Linked DNA regions of Pan troglodytes: regions 2 and 3 are each linked to region 1. Evidence: chromatin contacts called from public HiChIP or PLAC-seq data. All regions are on one chromosome and are shown on one strand. Each heading gives the region's core, a stretch centred on a gene start, on an enhancer-like site or on the middle of the called end of the contact. The rest is flanking DNA. Distances are from core to core; before and after follow the strand shown. Region 1 holds the start of GDAP1 (ganglioside induced differentiation associated protein 1). Region 2 holds the start of UBE2W (ubiquitin conjugating enzyme E2 W). Region 3 holds the start of ELOC (elongin C).

Region 1 (4,058 bases), core at 844-3,343:
TCAGCTTCCTGTAGTTTGGGGCTAGGTTCTGCTTTCACCCTACCCTATTAACATCAACATAACTGGTGGCAGATGAAAAGTAACAATCTCATACAGCCTTTTTAGAAGAGCATTCAGCTGGAAGCTCTGAGCACCATGTTCTGCTCTCATCAATGTCCATTGTGATCAGCTGTGTAGTCTTGAGTAACTCTTTGAAGCTACAGTTCACTTCAAAGTATTATTATTAGGAACAAGCAAGACAATGTGTAAGTGGCAAGGACTATGGGAGACAGTCAGTGTAGTATGAAGGCTTTGGAGACCAAAGACTCTGCCATACAATAGCTATATTACTGTGGGCAACCCTGTTGCTTTCTCCTCATTTACATAATGGGAATAACTTGTCTACCATGCCTGTCTCAGATAGATACTTTTGAAGACATTATTGAAGAAATTATAAAATGTCTGACACATAACAAGCTGTTAATAAATGATTTACCTAAATGCACTATACAAATTTAAGCCCTATAATTCCTTAGTAAAGATATAAAATTCAAACAATTCAGAAGTGACTGGGGCAAAGAACTCAGGTATACTAACATTCTATTCTCCTTTAAGATTTATTGCTCTTTTTTCCCTCTTGTTTTTAAGGTGAAACCATTTGGTATATTAGATGAAATCGTCACAGTGCACATTTAGAATATTATGAATTTAAGACTAAGAAATCACCAACACAAACCACACATTTGCAGTTTTTTGCAAGTGAATTTTTTTAAGTTTCAACATTAACATTTGTACTTTGCATTAAATTCTTTTAAATAGCATTACACTAGCCTATACAAAATTTGTTATTGACCTATTTGATATTTGTGTGCTTATGGAAATGGAAAAGGTTTTTAATCCCAAACCACCATCATGACACAAGAGAAAGAGAGAGAGGAGAGAGAGAAAAAGAGAAAGGGAACACATAGTTATGTTGAAAGTAAATCCAAGAAATCGCAAGTAGCCTTAACATTACCATCCAGGAAAGTCTGTTCAAGATAATCAATGATCTGAGTGGCCTCACAAATTATGTTTTCCCCGTGGATAAGGACAGGCACTTCTCCAGTTGAGTTCAAACGCATAAACCAAGGCTCATTGTGCTCACTCAAGGGCAGACTTACATCATGTTCCTCGCACTTCAATGCCTTTTCAGCAATTACCAAGCGCACCTGGAAGAGTTCACACTGGTTACTACAACACATGAAAGCTTTCAATTAAATGACTTCCCTGGACACCGCTAAGCAGCCTTTCTGGGCTTCCCTGTGTTACTGACATTTTCAACAGTCGTTTTAACAATTCCTATTCCTGGAATTAACAAGTAAGTACAGAACAATATTCAACAAATTAAGAGAAGAACACAAAATAAGTAATGAAATGATTCTGACTGTATTCATTAAACAGTCACCCTCCTCATCACTACCACTTTCTCGGTGTCCTAAACCTGATTACGGGTCCTCCCCAGACAAGAACCTGACATGTAGGTACATCAGCTCTTGCTGAAGACAGTGAATGCGAGAGAGCAAAAGAAGAGATCGCAGATTATGAGGGTGCACAAAGGCACCTCCCTCTGCCTCTCTCCGAAGCCCAGCAGGCAAGGCCTCCAGATCAAATACTGAAAATGACGCTTTTTTGTCGCATTTCGCGAGAGGCGGAGCCTGGGCCATAGCCACATAGGATCATCTCCGATCGATTCTCCCCGCTCCCCACCCGGGCGCGTCCCCGCCTGGAGGGAGCGCCTGCCCGGGGTCAGGACACTGGAGGCGGATTTCTAGGTGGACCGGCTTCCCTGGGCGGGACTCAGAAGGAGCTGTCCCAGTGCTGAAGCCCGATCCGCGCCACCCTCCGCCGCCAAGGCCTGTACCTTTTGAGAGCTGAAGGAATGCGTCCAGTGGTACAGAATGAGCTTAACCTCCGCGTCGGTCTTGCCTTCTGCCCTCAAGGGCGGGCTCCCTCTCTGCTCTTCCTGCCTCTCAGCCATCTTGGGGTGCGCGAGCACGGGTGGGCCCGGCCTGTCCGCCCTGGGCTTCTCCCTCCCACACTGCCCCGCAAGGCGTTTCCGGGTTTTGAGCGGTACCTGCCGGAAGGAGGGCGCGCGGCCCGCTGGGAAATGTAGTTTCGCCGGCGGCAGAGTCTGCAAAAACGCGGGGTCTGCGACTGGAAAGCCCCTGGCAAGCCTGGGAGTGCACCTGGGAGGTGCAATTGAACGGTTGTTTTTTGGGTTTTTTTTTTTTTTAGAAGAAAAAATCAAAAATATGAGACCCTGGTTATGAAGGGCAGTAAGGAAGAATGATGATAGCAAATTACTCTTCGGTTTGGGGGTTGCTCAGGTATAAAAGCAGCAATTTCCCAAGATACTGAGGGTTGCTCTTGCAGCCTGTTCCTTTGTTGGAAAGGAAGTTACGGTCGACAAACAAAGCAACAGGAAAAGGATCTATGAGCTTTCATTAGAAGATGCTACTATGACATTAGTGGACTAATTCCACAAATTTGACTAACTGCTGTAGATTAGACAATAGTCTTGTATAAACCGTAAGTACTTGATTTTGATAATTAAACTGTGCTTTGTAAAAGAAAACAAAAATGCCACTATGGAGTCATGCAAAAAAACTGTTTTTGTCATAAACAGCTAATAAACAATGGCGATATAAAATAGCCTAGTTGTTAAACACAAAAATTCTACAACAGTACTGCCCAAGTTCATATCCTGGTTTTTCCATTTTCTAAGTAAGAATAATAATTTTATTGTTTCCCTCATAAGACTTTTATGAAAAATTAATAATAAAATGTTAAACACTCAGAACACCCTGTCACGTTGTAGGCACTCAGTCTTAGTCACAGGTTCAGTTGCCTTATAAACATTCTGTTATAACCATAGTCAGAATCATAATTTTATATTAGTCTAGTTATTATTGTATGTCTTTGAAATTTTGGCATCATATAGTAAGTTGATTTAAAAAATCTCTTTCAGTAATATGTATAAATATGACCATAGAATAAATGCCTGTAAAATTTATTTGGCAAATATTTATTGAGCACCTACACTGTTCCAGACATTGTGCTGGCTCCTGGTAATATAAAGATGTGTGAAATCTAATATCTAACACTCAAGATATAATCCGGCAGTAGAGATGACCAAGGAAATAGACAATCACAATAAAGATGAGAACTGTCTTAGGGTGAACACAGAGTACTATGAGAAAGGAGGGACAGGCAGCCAACCCAGGTCAGAGAAGGGCCCCTGGAAAAGACAAAATCTCATGAGGTTCTTCCTTGCCTTTACAGTACCTCATTTGTTACTCTCTGTAATTCTTTCATAATTTTTTAAGATTTCATAATGTCTTTTATATCCTTCAGTTAATTCAAGTGCTATAGAAAAGGTGAATTCCTTGCCAAAATTGTTTTTATCAGTTCACACTTAAGAGTAAGAGCGGAAAGAGGAAAACTTTGAAATCGGACAGAGTGGGGTTTAAATTCTAGCTCTACCCTAACTTGAGCTTTCTTGAGCTTTGACTTCATTGTGTGTAAAAAATGGATACATAAAAATTATATGCCTACCCAGATGGCTGTGGGAATTCAAGAAAGGATGTATATAAAGCACCTAGGGTATTGCCTGGAATGTAGCCATTGATAAAAACATATGTGTAAAAGCCCCTTCACTGACATTAGGAGGGCATCATATTACATTTCATCCTCTCTCTGTAGGTCTCAAAATTTTTACAACTACCCATATAATCCTCCTCTCCCATTCCTCTTCAGAACTTCATTTTTAAATTATCCACCTTCAGATTCCTAGTTTTCTATTCCATTACCTTCAATAGCAAACACCACGCTTACTTTTGCACCAACCTTAATACTAAATCATCCTAAATATTTGAATAAATTCCAATACTCGTGATAAGCCATGTGTCACCTGAAGCTGAAAAAGTCCTGACAATAAAGCCCTGGTCCCTCAAACACAACACTTTTCTCCATCACATCCTGCCCACAGCAAAGCCATAGAAGAAACATTGAATGACTTGATTACTTGGTGTTTAGTACAA
Region 2 (4,058 bases), core at 656-3,155, 470 kb after region 1:
AAATTACAAAAAATTAGCAGAGCGTGGCGGTGTGCGCCTGTAATCCCACTTACTCGAATCACTTGAACCTGGGAGGCAGAAGTTGCAGTGAGCCAAGATCGCGCCATTGCACTCCAGCCTGGGTGAGACTTTTTTTTCTCAAAGAAAAAAAAAAAAAAAAAAAGAAGACAGGTTATTATGTGCTATTTAGTATTACCTAGAAAGGATATGACTGGCATTGACTTTTCCCTCCTGAGAAGATACTTCTAACATGTATGAAACCCAAGGGACCAGATATTGGATCCACTGTGATGAGTGTCAGAATTCTTGTAACCTCTTTTTTCCTTATTAGTATCTGTCATGCCAGGTTGTTGGCTCTGATGATGTCATAATGCTTTGTTTGTAGGGTCATCCGATGCTACTTTTTCCATAGGAACAATCAGCTTTTAGGCAAAGTGAACCTTGGACAGTAAAAGCTGATCTTCTGAGGTCATAGGAATAAATATATCTCAAAGAAAATACACTGGAAACTTCTTCTTTAAGTTTTCCTCTTTCATTGGAATATGTGGGTTTCCTCACTGTTGTAATGTTGATGACACAACAAGGCTAACACCGGATATGCTTCTGGATGATTCCGGTTTACCAAGAGCATCCAAACATCCCTCAAGGACACAGTCATTTTGCACAACAAAGGGAAACTCCGCTCATTTCTGGCATTAAGGTGGACATCTGAGAAAGGGGAGGGTATACCACCATAACTTCTCTAGTCATGAATAGTGTTTAATATTATACCATAGACTAACTGGCGTATTTTAAAGATCTTTTTCCTTTTTGGACACATTTCAGATTAGAGAAGTTCCAGAGAACGTAATCTATTTTAAGAGTGTGAAAGAGTGATATTCCACATTGCTTTTATATCTTAAAGAAATTTCTAAAAAGAAAGCCGAGTCAATAAAATGACAGATTTTAAGCCTTCATTTTGGTAACATAAAAGCCTTCTACTCATTGTGTCTGCCACCTTAATTTTTAAAGATAGAGCATGAGGTGTAAGCTTTTGGCTTCCATTTTCCTCTTATAAACCAATGACATCTTCAGTTCCAGAATAGCTTTTTAAAAACGTGACTTCTGATAAATGTTGGCAGAACTGGTGCATTCCTAAAATAAATTATGTATGCTCAGCTTTCCCTACCCAAGTTCATCCCTAAATGACCACAAAACTGCCCACCACGAAATAGGCTTAAGAGAAGTCTGGACATAATGGTATAAGTGTATATAACACGACATTGGTATATTTTAAAAAAATTCACGCCTAGGGTCAACTCTGATAATCAAATTTAGACTGCTGCAACAACCGTAACTATTGTTGATATATGCGCAGTTTAAAAGTGAAGGGCTGGGGTAAGGGGCAGAAACTGCACACAACAAACTTCCAAATTTTGTCTCCCTTTTCAGGCAAGTTTCAGCTCCACAAATCTAAATACCCTCGCCTTTAAAATATCAGTGTCGTTCTGCTCTTAAATCCTCATCCCGTTGTACAAGGAAACCTATGTCTCTCTTCCCCAAATTAAGAATACGAGAAGCCTTCCAGGTCTGCAAAGACCAGAAAGCAGCTGCGCATGAAGTTTTATGGGGCCCCAAGGCTCTGAGAGTGGGCTTGGAGGTATGGAAAACACATCCCAAGGGAAAAATCTGTGAACCGCACAACTGTCGTTGGAAACGAAATAGGAAAAAAACTGCGCGGAACCGGACGTCATCAGCATTTCGCGGTACACACGAAGAAAACAACCGTAGTCGGGTCAAAACTGGAGCCGTGTCTCCTCAGTAACGAGAGTAAATGGTGGCCCGACGCGTGAGCGGCCAGCCGGACTGAAACGGAAAGTACTCAGAGCGCCATTTACCGCGCCCTCGCCCCGCCCCGTAGCCCCTCCTCCCGTCCGCCCTGCGCGCCAGCCAATCCCCTCGCTCCATCCCCTTCCCATCGCAGACCCCGCCCCCGCGCCCGGGATGTTGAGCCCCCGCGGCGTGACGCGAGCACGGCAGCTCCTCCCCCTGCGTCTCTGGCCTCGCCGGTCTTGGGGGGATGGTTCCATCATGGCGTCAATGCAGGTGAGAGGAGTTTGCTGCATCTGGGCGGGCCAGGGAGTCGCCGAGAGAGTGCCAGCGTTCGGGCGGGGGTGGCGTCCGCGATTCGGGGACACCCGGGCGGGTTCGGGATCGGTCCGGGTGGCCTGTTTTCCCTCAGCTCAGGGCGTCGGGGGAGGGGTAAGAGGCGGCGAGAGGCGTTGTGGGGGGTGCGGTATCCGTCGGTCGAAGCGGACACCAGCCGGCCGGGAAGTTGGGTGATAAAGGAGGCTTGGGGAAGAAAGGGCAAAGTCTGGCGTTGGCGGTCTCAGAATCGGCTCCCCGCACACACACACGGGCGCTGCCAGTCTGCTGCCCGCCAGCCCCAGGGTTGCCTTTACCCCCGCTGTCCCTGGCCCGACGGAAACAGCTGCGCCCGCGGTTGTTGCCGGGGCAGGGGCGGCGGGGGGCTGAGTGTGCGGGAGCCGAGAATGCGTCTCCGGAGAAGGCGGCTGGCTGCGGACGGCGCTTAGCGGCCTCTGCTCCGGCCTCCCACGCCGGGCCCCCCAGACTGCTCGGCCCCGTCCCTCTCTTCTTCCCTTTGACTCTTAATCCTGTGCCCGTGGGTATCTTCTATTTCCATCAGCCTCGGTATTCTCGCGGACATTCCTCCAGCAGTCCACTGTCTCCTTCCTCTCGAAGCTGCCCCGTGTCCACCGCCTGATGGGCGATCTCCCGAGAGCCGAGTCCTCAGCCCCCTTAAACCTCTCGGGATAGCTTGCCCTCTATTTTGTTTCCCCCTGCAAGGCCCCACCCTTGCGGTCGCGATAAGGCTATACATCTCTTTGCCCTTATTCCCAGACCTTTAGTGGAACCTTAGTTTGGTAGGAGGCGTTTGTTAACCTGTGCCATATCCCCCCGACTTAGCAAGGCGTGGTTTTCTGGCTTTCCAACTTAATTTACTCCTTTTTCCCGAATCTAGGGAGTTGTGGGTTTTTTGTTTTTTGTTTCCAGGCAAAGATGGCAACCACAATTGTAGTTGTGCAGGGATTGAGTGCGTTATCTATAGCCTGCATTTAATTCACAGGTGAAGACTAGCGGTATCAAAGACATTGGAAGAGAAAGTAGAACGCTCAATAGGAGTGTCAGCTGAGTACCCTTTAGCGTTTTCATAATATCCCCTTGGGTAAAGAGACCACGTTTTCTTAGAAGTGTTTTTTGCTTTTGTTTCTGGAAGAAGCAAGTCTCTGTTCCTCCTCCATTTTTTTTTCTTTTCTCTGCTAAAAGTGTTTTTCTTCCCTTTTCTGCATCTTCTTCCTCTTTTGTACAAATATAGCTTTGCTTCACATTTACTCCTGTGCTTTTATGTTATTCCCCTTTCAACCTGTTTTCCTTACAATATTCTCTTTACCTTGCTTCTCCCTCTGGACTTGCCTGCAGAACAGAAAAGTTTTATGTAACATTTCTAGTTGAAGAGATGTCACGAATGGTGCAGGGAAAAAACAGGAACAATTTCAGGAAACATACTTTACACTAGTCTCCCCAGAGACGTTAGAGAAGTTTCGTCATTTGAGGCCAAAAAAGGAACAGTGGAATGCTAGTTGAACAGTAGATGCAATAGGCTACATTATCACTTAAAGATTTTTATCTGTGTTAAGATTAAAACATTTTTTATGACAAGTTTAAGATTATTATCTGTATTAAGATTAAAACATTATTTGAGGCTAAACATTAAGATTAAAATCCACAACACTTGTATTTGACAAGAGAACATAGTGTGTCATCTCGTTAGATTTAGTATCTGGAAAAGGCAGATTTGTTTGTAAGAGAGAGGTTGGTAATCTTGAACTTGAACTTTACATGGTGTCTTTTTTCTTTTTTGAGATGGAGTTTCGCTCTTGTTGCCCAGGCTGGAGTGCAATGGGGTGATCTTGGCTCACCGCAGCCTCCACCTCCCGAGTTCAAGCGATTCTCCCACCTCAGCCTCCTGAGTAGCTGGGATTACAGGCATGAACCAC
Region 3 (4,058 bases), core at 804-3,303, 380 kb after region 1:
CTCCTGGAATCAAGGGATCCTCCTGCCTGGGCCTCCCAAAGTGTCACAGAACCTGAGCTACCACACCTGGCCTATTTACATTTTAAAGACTCTTCTGTTTAGGGTAATTCACTCACAATCAATATTCACTCTATTATTTTGCTGATATATATAAAATTTTCACATAAAAATGTTTTTCTTAACTATATTGAGAGAACTCAAATTTTTTATCTTCTGTAAAGCTGTTCCCCCTACAAATACTGTAAGTAAATGAAAATAAAAACTTTTGTTTGATCTATTTCTCAAAATTTCTAAATAGATAAAATCAGATTATAGTCTGAAAACTCTGTACCATAGATTTACATAGAATTGTTATTTATGTTAGATGGATTTTCCAGTTCCAGTAAGTTAGAGACATTTGTTAAATATAAACTAATGGGATTTTAGAATGATTTTAAGGATGTTTTTAGGCCGCGCGCAGTGGCTCACGGCTGTAATCCCAGCACTTTGGGAGGCCAAGGTGGGCGGATCACTTGTGGTCAGGAGTTTGAGACCAGCCTGGCCAACATGGTGAAACCCCGTCTTCACTAAAAACACAGAAAAAAGTCGCCCGGCGTGGTGGAGCACACCCGTAATCCCAGCTACTCAGGGGGCTGAGGCACGAGAATTGCTTGGGCCTGGGAGGTGGAGGCTGCAGTGAGCCGAGATTGCGCCACTGCACGCCAGCCTGGGAGACAGAGCGAGACACCCTCTCAATAAAAAAGAAGGAAAGAAAAGAGAAGAGAAAAGAAAAGGGGCCTACAGCCTCCTCATCTGCACCTCCATGCCTGTCCTCCCCACCAAACTCTACTTCGAGCTACCATTACAGCCAAAAAATCTTTGTTCTGATTTCTGTAAAGGCTTTAAAAAATTATCCAAGACAATCTCCTTGATTATTGCAACTAATTATAAAAAACCAATGTCTTTTATCTACCAAATCAACTAAATTAAACAAAAAAAAAGCCTTTCTGGCAAGTCCTCAGTTCAACAAACTCTAGATAGCCTGTTATCTATTTTTTGAGCACACAAAGTGCCTCGTTGAGCACCTTGTAATGTTGTCTTGGCCCTACATACATTCTCTTCATGCCACACTCCTGGAAAACAGTAGAAGGTGAACTTTATTTAGCTGTTTCAGCCTTCCTGGAAAGGTGTCTGTATATCTTACCATAGGAAACGCGGGGGGTGGGAAGCGGGGCGTGGAATGAGAAAGAAGTTCCCAAAAACTGAGTAACGGTGTTGGCAGGCGCCTGGATTTTCTGTGCGTGAGCTCGGGATCCAGGACAGCTGAGCTAACCCAGAGGCAAAGGCAGGACCCTCGCGGGTGGAGTGGGGGACGTGGTTAGTTTTCAGTTAACATTGAATTCTACCGGGAAGAGAGGAAATGAGGCCAGCCGATTGCGCTAGTCGTTGCTGTGCTGGCTCTTCAGCACGCACAGCAACTTTTCACCAGGGACAGATGCTGCTTCATAAAGAGTACGATCTCGTTAGCAAAGAAACCGCCCTCCCACGTTTCAATCTTTCCTCAGCAGTCTCCCACCTCCAGGCGTAACCCTAAATGAGAGGTACAGACAGTCTCTGAAACCACCAAAATATTAACACGCAGTGCGAGAAACTACAAGTCCCAGGATGCAGGGATGCCTCGGTCCCAACGCCGACGGTATCCACCAGAGAAACTACAAATCCCAGAATGCAGTGCTCTCTCGGACTCCCGAGAGCCTCTCTAAGGACGCGTCTTTACAGCAATTGGATCAGGGTCTGCGCTGCATGCTGGGAATCCAGAAGAGCTAGACTCGGATTGGTCAAAATTTGCCGGTTGCGTTCATAGGCTGGCCTACTATAGGGGAAAAGAGTAGGGCGCTACGCACTACCTCCAGACGGAAGTGAGCGACACACTCTGCGTCCTCGCCTCACCAGGTACGGATCTCCCGCGCGTCGCAGAAAGCGGCTCTGACCCAGCGGAAGTAATTCTTTCGACTGCCCCGGAACCCACCGGAGCAGGCAGCTGGGGGTGGGGGGGCGGCCCTGGGATAGGGGCTGTGGCAGTACGCGGGGACCCGGCTGCGGTGGCTGCGGGACTGACGAGTGAGTCTCGGGCTGGGGCGGAAACGGAGCTCCGGGTAAGGGTGGAGGGCGAGGGAGGCCGAGACTGGACGAGCTCGCAATCCCACTTCCCACCCCTTCCCTTCTGGGCGGGGAAGGAACGGAAGCTGTTAACCTCCTTGGGCCTCCCCAGCCCCTAGTTTGGGGGAGGGGAGAAGAGGGCGGCGGGACCTTTCCTGGCGCCGCTCGGTGGGTTTGGAAAGAGGTGGAAGGAGGGGCAGCAGCCAGCGAGACTGGGCATTCTCCGGGCTGAGCGCGGGAGGGTGGAGTTAGGAGCATGGTAGCCCTGTCGCTTTTCCTTTCTGCTTGTTCCTCGTGTCCGCTCAGATTAGTTCTTTTCTTGAAGTCAGTCCCTAGCCCAGGGAGAGGTCTCTCGCTTCTTCTAGCTGCAGTACCCGAGAAGTTTATCTTCTGGGTAACTTGTTGGGTGATTCTATGCTCGACTTCATGAGTTGGGGGTATCGTGCATCTACTGCCCGTCCAGTCTTGTCTGAAAGGAGGTATCTAGTGTGAAATACTGTGCCCATTGAGTTTCTCTTAAGGAACTGAGATCTGTTGAGTAACATATAACTGTGGAGTTTGTGCCATTTAGAGTGAGCATTTCTACTCCACATTGCTTTTAGTGTAGAAAACCGAAATTCTTTTTTAGGGGGCCGGGGGAGACAGACTTGCTCTTGTTGCCCAGGCTAGAGTGCAGTGGTTCGTTTTCAGCTTGCTGCAACCTCTGCCTCCCAGGTTCAAGTGATTCTCCTGCCTCAGCCTCCCACGTAGCTGGGACCAAGGCGCATGCCACCACGCCTGACTAATCTATTATTAGTAGAGACGGGGTTTCGACATGTTGGCCAGGCTGGTGTGGAACTCCTGACCTCAAGTGATCCGCCCCCGTCGGCCTCCCAAAGTGCTGGGGTTACAGGCGTGAGCCACCGCGCCTGGCCTTGAAATTCTTTAGTGTCTTAAAACCTCACTTTCTCACTTTTTAACTGCCATATTTGCTTTTTTTTCTTTTTCTTTTCTTTTTTTTTTTTTTTTTTTTTTTTTGAGACGGAGTCTCGCTCTGTCCTGAGGCTGGAGTGCAGTGACTTGATCTCGGCTCACTGCAACCTCCGCATCCGGGGTTCAAGCCATTCTCCTGCCTCAGCCTCTGGAGCAGCTGGGATTACAGGCGCGCACCGCCACTGCCGGCTAATTTTGTTTTTTTTTTTTTTTTTAGTAGAGATGGGGTTTCACCATGTTGGTCAGGCTGGACTCCTGAGCTCTGGTGATCCGCCCGCCTCCACCTCCCAAAGAGCTACGATTACAGGCGTGAGCCACCGCGCTTGGCTCCATATTTGCTTTTTGATCCCCGAAAGTTGTTTCCTTTTCTATTCAGTTACCTAAAATGACATATGTCTGATCTCATTTACATTATAATCATGTTGAAACGTAGCAGTTTACATGTGGATTTATTCATTCTGGAGATACAATGGCAAGGAAACAGCTGTGGTACGTACTATAATGGATATTTATTGTTTCTTGCCAATGATGATTTGGGGTCCCTGTTTAATATTAAGTGACCGTTCCTCTTTTTCTTAAATATGAAATTTGATAACTACCATTCAAAAAATACACGTGTATGCATTGCCAGATGGTAATTCTGTAATATAATAGGCACTAGTTTACAGCCAGAAGTTATAGTCAGTCCTATACATCAAGTTCTAAAGTGATATTTAATTGTTTAAATCTTCTAAAATGTTTATTTTGGTTTTTTTGGTAGATTTTTTAGCACTGGAAAATAATCAGGGAAATCTTTGCTATTATGCTCATATTTATTTTTGAGTCAGAGTCTCACTCTGTTCTGCACTCCCAGGCTGAAGTGCAGTAGCCCTATCACAGCTCACTCTAGCCTCAACCTCCTGGGCTCAAACCATCCACCTGCCTCAGCCTCCCTAGGAGTTGGGACT

What was found. HiChIP or PLAC-seq counts read pairs in DNA pulled down with a chosen protein or histone mark.
Region 2: an H3K4me3 HiChIP or PLAC-seq map of stem cell-derived excitatory neurons shows a contact between it and region 1, with 2.2 times the contacts expected there. The contact joins the promoter of UBE2W here to the promoter of GDAP1 in region 1. A contact is called at or near these places in 1 of 7 Hi-C or Micro-C datasets (stem cell-derived neural progenitor cells) and 1 of 1 datasets of contacts at active chromatin or transcription factors (stem cell-derived excitatory neurons).
Region 3: a contact with region 1 is called in an H3K4me3 HiChIP or PLAC-seq map of stem cell-derived excitatory neurons, with 3 times the contacts expected there. The contact joins the promoter of ELOC here to the promoter of GDAP1 in region 1. A contact is called at or near these places in 1 of 7 Hi-C or Micro-C datasets (stem cell-derived neural progenitor cells) and 1 of 1 datasets of contacts at active chromatin or transcription factors (stem cell-derived excitatory neurons).

What each region holds. Positions count from the first base shown.
Region 1 is chr7:83,001,554-83,005,611 of NHGRI_mPanTro3-v2.0_pri, reverse strand. It overlaps GDAP1 (ganglioside induced differentiation associated protein 1), which reads right to left and starts at 2,093. Exons shown (of 6, transcript XM_054656830.2): 1 at 1,880-2,093; 2 at 995-1,187. The coding sequence starts at 1,996.
Region 2 is chr7:82,531,407-82,535,464 of NHGRI_mPanTro3-v2.0_pri, reverse strand. UBE2W (ubiquitin conjugating enzyme E2 W) reads left to right here and starts at 1,905. Exons shown (of 7, transcript XM_063816399.1): 1 at 1,905-2,085. The coding sequence starts at 1,984. LOC107976342 (a long non-coding RNA gene) reads right to left here and starts at 316. Exons shown (of 2, transcript XR_001720241.3): 1 at 197-316.
Region 3 is chr7:82,624,294-82,628,351 of NHGRI_mPanTro3-v2.0_pri, reverse strand. ELOC (elongin C) reads left to right here and starts at 2,053. Exons shown (of 4, transcript NM_001252005.1): 1 at 2,053-2,100.